Regions from separate parts of the Mus musculus genome. Here all the other regions are linked to region 3. A link is a contact called in public Hi-C data. All regions are on one chromosome and are shown on one strand. The core of a region is the stretch at or near the end of the contact, and the rest is flanking DNA. Distances in the headings are between cores, read along the strand shown. Region 1 holds the start of 4933425B07Rik (RIKEN cDNA 4933425B07 gene). Region 2 has its middle 31 kb from the start of Gm34756. Region 3 has its middle 230 kb from the start of Gm34499. Region 4 has its middle 10 kb from the start of Rubie.

The links. Hi-C and Micro-C count contacts between places; a contact is called where the count stands out from the background.
Region 1: a contact with region 3 is called in a Hi-C map of uterus, with 4 times the contacts expected there. The contact joins the promoter of 4933425B07Rik here to the enhancer-like site in region 3. A contact is called at or near these places in 9 of 484 Hi-C or Micro-C datasets (cortical neurons, embryonic fibroblasts, muscle stem cells and 4 more), 4 of 115 datasets of contacts at active chromatin or transcription factors (embryonic fibroblasts, epiblast stem cells, fibro-adipogenic progenitors and 1 more) and 1 of 9 other capture datasets (embryonic stem cells).
Region 2: a contact with region 3 is called in a Hi-C map of muscle stem cells, with 2.6 times the contacts expected there. The contact joins two enhancer-like sites. A contact is called at or near these places in 2 of 15 datasets of contacts at CTCF or cohesin (the NIH/3T3 cell line and stem cell-derived epiblast-like cells), 8 of 484 Hi-C or Micro-C datasets (Sertoli cells, embryonic stem cells, liver and 3 more) and 3 of 115 datasets of contacts at active chromatin or transcription factors (astrocytes, fibro-adipogenic progenitors and vascular smooth muscle cells).
Region 4: a contact with region 3 is called in a Hi-C map of uterus, with 9 times the contacts expected there. The contact joins two enhancer-like sites. A contact is called at or near these places in 1 of 39 promoter capture datasets (the SN4741 cell line), 7 of 484 Hi-C or Micro-C datasets (astrocytes, embryonic fibroblasts, epidermal suprabasal cells and 4 more), 2 of 115 datasets of contacts at active chromatin or transcription factors (cardiomyocytes and fibro-adipogenic progenitors) and 1 of 9 other capture datasets (embryonic stem cells).

The regions. Positions count from the first base shown.
Region 1 is chr14:46,636,160-46,638,859 of GRCm38.p6, forward strand. 4933425B07Rik (RIKEN cDNA 4933425B07 gene) reads right to left here and starts at 1,264. Exons shown (of 5, transcript NR_046460.1): 1 at 1,139-1,264.
Region 2 is chr14:46,510,863-46,513,562 of GRCm38.p6, forward strand. No RefSeq gene overlaps it. Among named protein-coding and RNA genes, the nearest start is that of Gm34756, 31 kb to the left of the region's middle. Within about 2 kb of position 1,404, at least 24 of the 459 cell types and tissues checked have an H3K27ac peak or open chromatin away from gene starts, as enhancers often do. A contact at or near this core is called in muscle stem cells, where this site is marked.
Region 3 is chr14:45,991,370-45,994,069 of GRCm38.p6, forward strand. No RefSeq gene overlaps it. Among named protein-coding and RNA genes, the nearest start is that of Gm34499, 230 kb to the right of the region's middle. Within about 2 kb of position 1,447, at least 18 of the 459 cell types and tissues checked have an H3K27ac peak or open chromatin away from gene starts, as enhancers often do. A contact at or near this core is called in fibro-adipogenic progenitors, muscle stem cells and uterus, where this site is marked.
Region 4 is chr14:46,584,461-46,587,160 of GRCm38.p6, forward strand. No RefSeq gene overlaps it. Among named protein-coding and RNA genes, the nearest start is that of Rubie, 10 kb to the left of the region's middle. Within about 2 kb of position 1,376, at least 8 of the 459 cell types and tissues checked have an H3K27ac peak or open chromatin away from gene starts, as enhancers often do. A contact at or near this core is called in uterus, where this site is marked.

The DNA of each region.
Region 1 (2,700 bases), core at 14-2,513, 640 kb after region 3:
TGAGTAAGCCAGGGGGTTCAGGCAGTCTCTCTGTGCCTGCAGTAGGCCCATGGATGCTGCAAGTAAAGGTCACTCCCACCCAGAGCCAACCTTAAACAGAGTCAGGTCTGGAGTCTTAGAAAACTAGCCTTGGGGGGCTGGGGACGGGGTGGGGAAACATATGCTACACATACTAGAAACCTCTTGAGCAAAGGAGACCTGTCTCCACCCTCCTGGCCAATGAGAAGACTGCTTTCTAGGGGTATCTTTGAGGCTGAGGAGGTCTGGGCACCTGTCATACATTAGGTGGAGAGTAGGGAAGGGCTGAGTCATGCTGGGAGGCCAAACCTTCCCATCACTCCCTGCCCTGTCCTCCTTCTCCCCCACTGGAATGACTCAGAGGAACAGCTAAGGTGACTCAGAGAGAAAGCCTTCCCAGTTCCCAAGAAAACACGCACTCGGCCAACAACGAGGTGTATTTCCTTGTGGCTGTGTTATTTTAATGGCAAATGTGTCTCCATAACGGAGCCAACATCCTAGCCAAACTACTCTGGGCCAAACCACGCTGGGTCACACGGCAGGCCACTTTTAGTGGGGAGTGACTGTTTACAATAAATCCAGGCAGGCCTTAAAATGTCAATTTATTCTTCCTAAAAGCTGAACCACACCATGAGAAATGATTGAATCCATCAAGGGACTCCAAGACTCATTATTTTAAGTGGGACGACCAGTTATGAGGGATGTTAGCAGCTGGAGCCCTAGGGAAAGGCTTGTGTGACTGTGGGGAGGCCAGGGTGCCAAGACCCAGAGGTGGATGCTGCCCAATTCTTTCTTCATTTGTCCTCCTTTCTCTGATTCTTGGCTTTGGACTGCTGTGTACAACACTGCCTCTAACACCTCTCCTGGATGTGGAGTTAGGAGATGAAATATCCACTGTTGTTGTTCTAGGTCGCCAAACACAACATAGGTGACGGCTCAAAACTACCTGCAGAGATGTTTCCTTTATGGTCACTCTAACTCTCCTCCTCATCTTCCTCCTCCTCCTCCTCCTCCTCCTCCTCCTCCTCCTCTTCCCATACCCACTGCCCAAGTTTCAGAATCTCTATTAACAGGAGAGGCATCGGAAGGCTTCCAGACATCTTCCTTCCTACTGGCTTACCTTGGTCAAGACTCTAAAGAGAATGATATGGCAATTTCTATTTTCTGTCCCCTCCTTGTCCTCAACCCTGTTAGCATCGGAAGCTGTTTACAGCCAGCCTCTGAATCTATCGATGACATCATCCCTAGGCGACAAGGACCCTCATGCATCTGTTGCCATAGCAACTGGCACACACCTCCTGCACATGCATCACCTTTGTTACCTACATCACGGCCCAGATAAAGGACACAAACCCCAGTCCATAGCCCTCCTCTCTCTCTCTCTCTCTCTCCTCCCCCCCCCTCTCTCTCTTTCTCACTTCCCCTCTTTAAAGAAAGACCTCCCAAAGTGAGAAATGTGCTGGTGTGGCATGATCTGTCCAGGAATATACCACTTTTCAACTAACAAACCCAACGTTAGGTGACTACAAATAACTTCCTTGAAGCTTCCTCCCTCTTTGTCCTTTAGAGAGTCCTTCAGTGCCATCCTACAGATTAATTCACACCGGTCAGTAGGGTCTGGGTAACTTACTGGCCATCTGCACCAGTCTCTTAGGTGGTGACAGAGAGAAGAAACCCTTGTCTGAAAAAAATATTCTCTGGTAAAAAGACAGTGTCTGTTAGAGTGGGGTCCTGAGGAGTCCCCAAGTTCTTACCTGGTATTATAAAAGTGCCTGGAGCTGGGGAGGGGCTGACAGAGGAGTCTGGCAGGCTGAAGGGCCACACATTCAGTCTCTGGGCAATACAAGGCCTCAGTTATCATCTTGTGAGGATGCAGGCCCCTCGTGAGCCTCTAGCCATCCCAGAGGGTCTAGACAGAGAACTCGTCTCAGTCTTCCTTACTCCAGTATATTTTTAAGTAGGCAATCTCAACATGCATAGGTTAGCTACTGAAAAATATGCCAGCATAGGGCTGCAGAGATGGATCGTTGGGTAAACTGGTTGGCAGGAAATACGAAAAACAGTTGGGATCCCCAGCATCCGTGGGAATGCTAGGGAGGCATAGCAGCCTACTATCTACTCCAGTGCTCTAGGGATGGAGAGAGGATCCCTGGGTCACACTGGCTAGCTGGACTAGCAGGCTCATCAGGTTGTAGGATCAATGTGGGACCCAGCTTTAATATATAAGGTGGAAAACAATCAGGGAAGGTACCTCTGATCTAAACCACACACACACACACACACACACACCAAAGTAATTAAATAGTCCTCATTAGCAAGTTGCAATTGCTTTTAGCTTTTCCTTGACCCTGCTATGTGAAGAATCAAAATGACCCACACTAATGTTTGCTAATATCAGGAAGATGTAAAGTGGTTTTAGTCTGTGGAGTTGGGGGTCCTCTCCCCAAGGGACCAGGTAGACAAGGTCAGCCTCTAAGCACCAGACAGCTCCTGGTTTGCGGGGTCCTGTAAATCTGCCGACAAATGAAATGGAACTCCTGTTCTTCCCCTGACCTGTACACCTACCTCCAGAACGAACTCTCAGACAGCCTGACACTCGTGACAACATCAGGTGCCACTCCAAAATTCTACTTGAACTCACTGCCGTGGTGCATGTTCCACTCTGGTCTAGATCTCACTCGG
Region 2 (2,700 bases), core at 154-2,653, 520 kb after region 3:
CAAACTCCCTACCAAAAATGTAGTGAGGTCAGCAATGTATTTATCTTGCCGTGGAAGCCAAATAGCTATGGAACAGCATGGGCCCACTGAACTGAAGGACAGAACATAAAGAATTAAATACAAGCCAGAAAGTAGCCAATGGTTTAGCTGAGTAACTGCATCGATACATGCAGCACAGCACACCACTGTGCCACGGTGTTAGAAGCTACAAACGCATGTGATGTTTTGCTCGTCTGTATTCATTCTCTTCGTCGTGGAACTGTGACAAATATCTGATATGAACAACTTTTGTAAAGGAAAGATCTGCTCATAATTGCAGAGGGTACAGTCAGGATAGTCTCTTGGTCCATGTACTTGGTGGGAGAACATCATGGCAGTGGAAGAAGAGAGCTAGTACCTCCTTCTTCAGACAGAGAGGGGAGGGGGAAGGCACAAAGGAATAGAGAGGGGGAGGAGGGAAGGAAGGAGGGAGGGAGGGAGGGAGGGAGGGAGGGAGGGAGGGAGGGAGGGAGGGACGGAGGGAGGGAGAGTGAATAAGAACAAACCAAGGACAAGATAGCACCCAGGGTCTGTCTCTGATTACCTAGTTTTTCCACCTAAGGCCAACCTCCTACAATTTCCAGAACCCCTCAACAAAAGTGCCTCCAGACCTCAGGCTTGGCAAAGGACTCTGCAGGGGACATTTCAGTACATGTCAGGCTTGGCAAAGGACTCTGCAGGGGACATTTCAGTACACTCCAAGCAGGATGAGGTTGCTGTGGTTTTGTTTTTGGACAGTGCTGGACCAACAGGCAGAAGGCCTCAGCCATGCTAGACCATGTTCTGTTATTGAACTATCTCCCCAGCCCACAACGCACCATTTAATTATGTGTCGGCACATCTATTATTTAATCTTCATTATAATCCCATGGACTGGGAAAACATCGCTCTTCATCTATTATTACAAATTAAAAGGCCAACGGTAGCTCAGTATTGAGACTAGGAGACAAGATAGGTAATTAGTGACAAGGTTTCCATATAAACACTGAACATTAAGGGAAAAGTTGGGGACTGACTGACAAACTTGGAAGAGCTTTTTCCAGTCTGTTTTTGCTCATTTAGTCAAGGTACGGTGGCAAACCAAGACAACAAAACTATTGGCCTTCCTTGTAGAGATGTGTACCTGTTCTGTTGAAAATGTGATGGCTTATATTTGTCCAGAGCTTCTGCCTAAAAGAATAATTTGAGCAAACACAAATTACCTTTTATTCCCAAACTGACCTTCTTGCGATGCATACTAACTGACCAGGATTGAGAAGCCATTGTCCCATTTCAATTCATTTCTTTCTTAAGTTGTCATTTAGCCTTCAGTCTATGAACTCAGAAATGGCTCATGACCTGTTGCCAGGTTGCCAGAGCAAACACATACCAATGATTAGCTTGCTCAGACAGCTCCAGGGCCACTCACACCACATACTTGCCAGCTGGGAGCTTCATGTTTTCAGAGTTTTGCAATCTTTGGTAAATGTGCTAAAATCCATTATTTATGATGACAAGCCCTTCCCTCTGACCCTGTCTAGCATAGACATTCCAGGGATGAAGGAGGATCCATTTATACAGATAAGTCTCTAACACATAAATGGTCCTTAAAACTGACCTTCTCTCAAAGGCCCCAAGATCTCCTTCCCCCCAAAAATCTCCATTTCTAGAACTAGTGGCTGCCCTCAGATTAGACAAGTGATTCTACACTTTGTGCTGTCCGTCCTACAATTTCTTAAAGACTAGAAGAGAAGGCAACAACATTGGCTTATTTTATTGTGTTGATTTTCTTTTGAAAACAGCATCTCCTAGCTACCCTAGGCTGAGCTAAATTCACCATATCCTTACCTCAGCTTTCCTGGGCCTTGGATTGCAGGTGTGTACCACAACCCTGGTCTCTGCAACACACACATTTATTCTTTTCTTCAGTCATTCAACCATGCAACACACTGATGGTGAAAAACATGAGGGTGGGGTGCCCTCTTGGGAATCCCACTCAGCGAAGCACTAACAGCCTTTCAGACCTCTCTGCCCCAGCAAAGTCCATGGGATGGCACAAAGAGGAGGCTTTACCAAGCATTCAGAGACAGGGGGACTGATCAAAGTGTTAGAAAAGACTTCAGGAAAGTGAATGGGGATTTGTGAGCTGGGCTTTGGAGAACAAGGAAGGACTTTCCTCCAGGAGAGATCGGAGGAAGTGGCAGTGCAGGCAGAGAGAATGGTCTAAGCCAAGGACAAGGAAGCAGAAGTGGGGCTGAGAGGTAAGGAGCGCAAATGCGCTGTGTGGTCAGAACACACAACAGAGGCCAAGGATATAATTTGGAACCAAACATCCAAGTCCTTGACCACTTGGATGAATTTCTGCCACCTTACTGAGTCAACAGGAGAGCCATTAAAAGTTTAGACGGAGAAGCAATAGGTGCCAAACAGTGAAACAAAGAGGTTGCTTTGGGGAAAGGTATCAAGTGACCTTTAATTCCTAAAGGTTGGAGTCCAGGGGATGATGGGTAAGGAGTCTTTTACCATAGACTAACTGAGGCAATTAGGTCTTACAGTGAAGCCACAAGAGTGGGAGAGAGGGAATAACAAACAGGATTTGGTATGGAAAGGGGGAGAAATGAAAGGCTAAACTCCCAGGTCTTGAGTCAGTGCCTGGAAAAATTTATATTGTGGATAAAAATG
Region 3 (2,700 bases), core at 197-2,696:
GAACTTTCTTACTCAAATCCCCAGTTCTCATACACATCCAGGAAAGGTAAGTTTTCTCTTCCCTTGTGGAATGTGAAGGTAACTGTACCTTCTTCCACTTTAAGACCACAAGTGAATAAATTGCTGTCATTATTTCATTATAGTTTTAGCTTTGGGTTTGTTTACTATTGCTGTCATTGTTGTTGTTTTGTTTTGTTTTCCCAGATTATCGGGGAGGTGGGGTGGAAACCTTAAGTGTCTCAATCAAAGCCAGGCCAGGTTCCTTTTCTTCACAATGCATTTCTGCTAGACTTTAGAAGCCAAAGTTTGTCTGACCAGCTGCTTCTGATCCGGTTTCCACAAGTCTCGATGGAGCGAAACAGGCAGCAATTTACTGTAAATGTGTTTGGGATTGGCTGAAAGCTAGGAAGCACTAAAGGATTCGCCTTTATTTGGCAACCACAGAAGTGTCCTCTAACCTTCAAACCCTGGATGGAGGGAGACCGACAAAGCATTCCTTGCTGGCTCCTGCTTTGAACACACTGGACTCTTGAAGGAATTTTGGGCAGAACAGCTTCTAGAAGGTCCTTTCACCTGCTTCTCAAGCTACATTGAGAACCCCCCCTATCCCAGTCCCAGTTCTCCAACCAAAGCCCAAGTCTACAGACTTCATCTATTTCTCCACGGCAGGAATTGGAGAACAGCAAGATTTTTGAGAACTGCCACGTCCTGCCCTCAGGCGGACACCCTGACCTTGTGAAGTTCAAGTGAGGAGTCTGCTCGAGGGGGAGGTCTTTCACTGACAAGCAAGCTGAGGGCCTGAGACTGAGTGCCCGAGGGCTTGCATCCAGGACTGGTTACATAAGAGAACTTCCAAGAGAGGACAGAACATAGTTTTCAACAAATAAATAAGGCAAAAAGGCTGCACTCACCAGTGCCACAGCTGGGAAGCAACTGTGAGCAATGAATTTCTCATGCTAACAAATCCAAACTCTTCGGAAAACAGATGATGAACCCAGGGCCTGGCACTGGGACTCCTGGCAGAAGCTGCAAAGCTTCAGAGATGGAAGGGTATCTAGAGACGACGAGTTCACAAACACAGCTGAGGGCCAGCAACCTGCTTTCCTGCCCTGCCTGGCCTGGCCTGCCTGGGTGGGTCCCGTCCGTACAGGGTTTCTCCAGGAGGACCGCAGACGAAACACACCTTCATCTGCAGCCCACACACTCGAGAGAGAGAAATAATTAAACAGTTTTTCTTAACCTTCTGACCTCTTCATTTATTATCGCCATCCATTATGTGTACCTTCTCGAATCACAGAATCCCCAAACTGAGCTCTGGGGTCAAGGGTTTATTGTTTAATGGAGATAGAACATTTTGTAAATTGCACGGAGTCACAATGTTTATAATAGACGCTTCTGGTGTACTGAACCTCCCCATTTAACAAACAGTGAGCCTTGACATGTGTTCTTCCTACAGAGCAAAAATCCGGGGTAAGTGCAGTATTGGCATGAATGTGTTACCAAATCCTTCCTGTAAACCCAGTGACATCTGCAGTCAAATAAAAACATTCCTTTCCCCAAATACCAGGAAATGCTGAGAGGATCACTCATCTTCTAAGGTCATGCTTAAATGAAGTTCTGGCTTTGAGAACACACAGCGAGGATGAAGAGGGCCAAGAATTCTGTCCAGTACACATCGGCTGCTACAAGCCTTTGGGGACAACCTCTTGTTTCAACTATGAGCCCGTGTATGGAGAAGCTTTTCCTCGAGTTTAACCTTTGAATGAAAAATGTCAATATTTTAAGAAATGTCCCCACATTAAAAAAAAAATCCCTGTTGTCTTTAAAACAAAACAAAACAAAACAAAACAGAATTTGTCCTTTCAAGTCAGAAATGGATTTGCTTGAAATAAAGCAAACATCCACAAAAAGGTACCCCACCAAAATTACTCATGTATAAAATCCCTACAATTGAGCAAATATCAATATTTTTTAGTAAAGAAACTTCCTCAAAGGTTGGGAAAGTTGTGAAGAATCCTAAGAAGGACTGTGTTAGTCTAACAACTTAACCCTTTGTGTCAGAGAGAAAAAAGAACCGTCCATGTGCGTATTCTGTTCTTTGGGGAACTTTGTTTCGTGATGGTTACGTGCTACCATATGCAATAAAAATGTGACTGATGCAAACATTACAAAGAGTGACTTGCCATGAATTATTTGCATAACTTCTATCTCACAATTAAATAATTGGTTCATGGTCCAGGTTGTACTTAAAACTCTCAAAGGGGGGAAAAAAAAAGAAAGAAAGAAAAGAAAAGAAAGAAACCCACAGTTTTTACATTTTACATGTTTACTGCCTCGGGAAGATTTTCCAAAACAACCCTTAACCATAGTCATTCAGGCTTTTCTCACCTTCCTGAGTTTGAAAGAATCTTGTAGTAGTTAATGCTAGTTTAACACACTCCCTGGGTTGCTTTGATTGCAGCAAGTCGGGCCATATTTGATTAGCCAGCAGGTGTCACTGTGGGTTTGGGTGGCAACCCGACTGACCACAAAAAGAATGATGAGGAAGACAGGGAAAGAAATGAAATGTGAAAAGCAGGTTCTGAGAGGAAAAGCACAAGGCACTTATAAAATCTGTGGCCCCTCTCTTCAGCCTATCAAGAATTCTGTACCACTCTCATGCTGAGAGCCCCAGAAACATAATTCACATACATAAAGGAA
Region 4 (2,700 bases), core at 126-2,625, 590 kb after region 3:
AACCAAGGGATTCTGGACTCACACAACTGGTAAACAACTGCATTTGGAGTATTTAACATAAAGGCTCTCCTGCGTTCTTAGGAAATATCATAGACTAGCTAAGACAGAACAGAGATAGGGCATAAACAATGTAAAAAATATGTATTCAGATGCAATATGTATTTGCATCTGAATACTGCATGTAATTGTCAGTCAGCAAGAAAGTCATATTAATAGCTTTTCCCCAGGGAAAACTTTGCACATCTCAAGAAAATGGTTTGAGTGCTTTATAGTCACTTGGGTCTTTACCCGTTCATACTTATTCAGCTGAGATAACTCTGTACTTAGATGTAGACTTTGTGTGACTCCAGTAGGCATTTTATTAACGAACCCATTAAAACAAAGCAAAAAAATGGATAAAGGCTGGAGAGATGCTCAATACATAAGAGCACTGGCTAGTCTTCCAGAGGGTGCAACTTCAATTCCCAGCTTACAGCTGTCTAGTACTCCAGTGTCAGAAGATCCAGTGTCCCCTTCTGGTCTCTTTGGGCACCGGGCACACATTTAGTGTACAGATATACATGCAGGCAAAATACTCATGCACATAAAATAAGATATTTTTAAAAATTTAAATGTTAAAAAAGAAATCAGCCCAGTCAATGGTCTGCACAGAGACAGACGATAAACCCCATATTCTATTGAAAATGGTTCTATGATCCCTTTTACAAAAATCTGCCATCCTCCTCATGGGAACAAAAGCAGACTGCAGTTCTTTCCACAGTGTGGACATGTTTGGGGTTTTCTACAAGGCCAGAGAAATCACTCCCAGTCTATGTCCCAGTAGAACACAGACAAAGAAAATTTCGTTTCTCTGAAGCACAGATTCAGCTACTCAGTAATCACAAGACTTCTTTGCAACCATTAATCACTCAATATTTACTGTGTGCTGACCGGGCTCTCATCCCAAGCATTTGGATGAAGTTCTTTGCTCTGCAGGAGTACCTGAACTGGGAAAGTGACAAGAACAGACAACATGCATAAGCAGGGAAGGAGTCTAACAGTTGCTAGAGACCTGCTGCACCAAGACCCTAGCTGGACACTCTACACAGGGTAAGCCTCAGATGGCCTTCGAGGCTAGCCTGGTTTACAGACAAATGGTCCTCCTCAGCTTTCAATGGACTAGAGTCCGGTTCCAGCCAGGCCCTCAGGATTTCAGCACCTCTGTTCTTTCTCTGCCCCACGTTTTATTAGCTCCTGCTTTAATTGTGTGCACTGCTTTGCTGGCCCTGCTCGAGAAAGGGAATGTTTTTCCAGGAGGGTCCTTGCAGCAGATGTCCTGACTTCTCCACAATAACAGTCTAAGCGATAACATTGATAACATCTGATTTGCGAGAGTGAAGCTGCCTCCTGGGATGGAGCTGCCTCCCACTATCACTAGGTGACCCAGACCTCCAACAGTGAGCAGACCATTATGTCACAGTTCTTTTAACGGCTTCAGGGAAGTACAGCACAACAACGTAGGCAATCTGAAATCATAGAGACTTAAAAAAAAAATCCTTTAGAGTTGCCTTTTTGAACTAACTGTAATTGTTTGAAAACCACCGTCTTCAAACCTTGGATCGCAATTATTCCGTAGTTTCTGAATATTACAGGGAGACAGCCAAGAGAGCACTGGCATCTGAGAAACTTAATTGAAGACCCGGCTTCCGTAATGGCTAAGCGTTTGAGGCTCTAGTTAGCTTTCTGTCATGTCTGCTCGCCAGTCTCTGAAGCAAAGGGGTTAGACAATAAAGCTTATTTATTTCCTCTGTGCCTTGGTTGCCTTTCTCATCGCTGTAACCAAATACCTGGCAGAAATAACTTGAGAGAGGAGAGATTTATTGTGATCACTGTCAGGGCAGCTTCAGTCCATCACAGCAGAAAAGCGTAGCAGAATTCACGGTGGCAACAGCGAGCAGCAGAGAGTCCGCAATGTGAAGACCGTGGGCTAGAACCTGAGGGAGGTATAACCTTAAAGGCCCACTCCCACCCAGTGAGGTACTTCCCGCAGCCAGGCTCCCACCTCCACCAGACTCCATAGCCTTCAAAGGAGCCCTTCATGCTAGAGACGGGGAGTTGGAAGCAGGAGCCCATGGGAACATTCCACACTCAAGCTAAAACGTTAAGTCATACGCTTACCGTCAGGTCTTGACACACAGCCCTGAGAGTGCTCACCATCTAATGAAGGAGCAAGACCCAGGAATGCTTGAGTCAGTGGGGCATGATCGGTGCTGCAAAATGTGAGAAGGAGATGCCGTGGTAAGACGGACAGGAGCTTCCCATTCATGCAGAAGTAGGAAGAAGGTGTCTGGTACACAGTGACATCATAAGCACAGCCAGGTAGGGCAGTGAGAGACAGCATGAGGGAGAAAGGATGGGAGTGTCCACATTTTCTTGTGGAAACAAGGTTTCCATATAAGGTTTATTAAATAAATAAATAAATAAATAAATAAATAAATAAATAAATAAATAAATAAATAAATAAATGCAATATATACATTTAAATTATAAATATAATATTTAATTTTAATAATTTAACAAACTAACAAAGTTAAATTTCAAATATTTAAATGTTTTATATATAATATATATAAATATAATATATATAATAAAATATAAATACAAAAATATAAAATACATAAAAAATAAAACACATAAGGTTTATAAATAGGATGTAAGGAT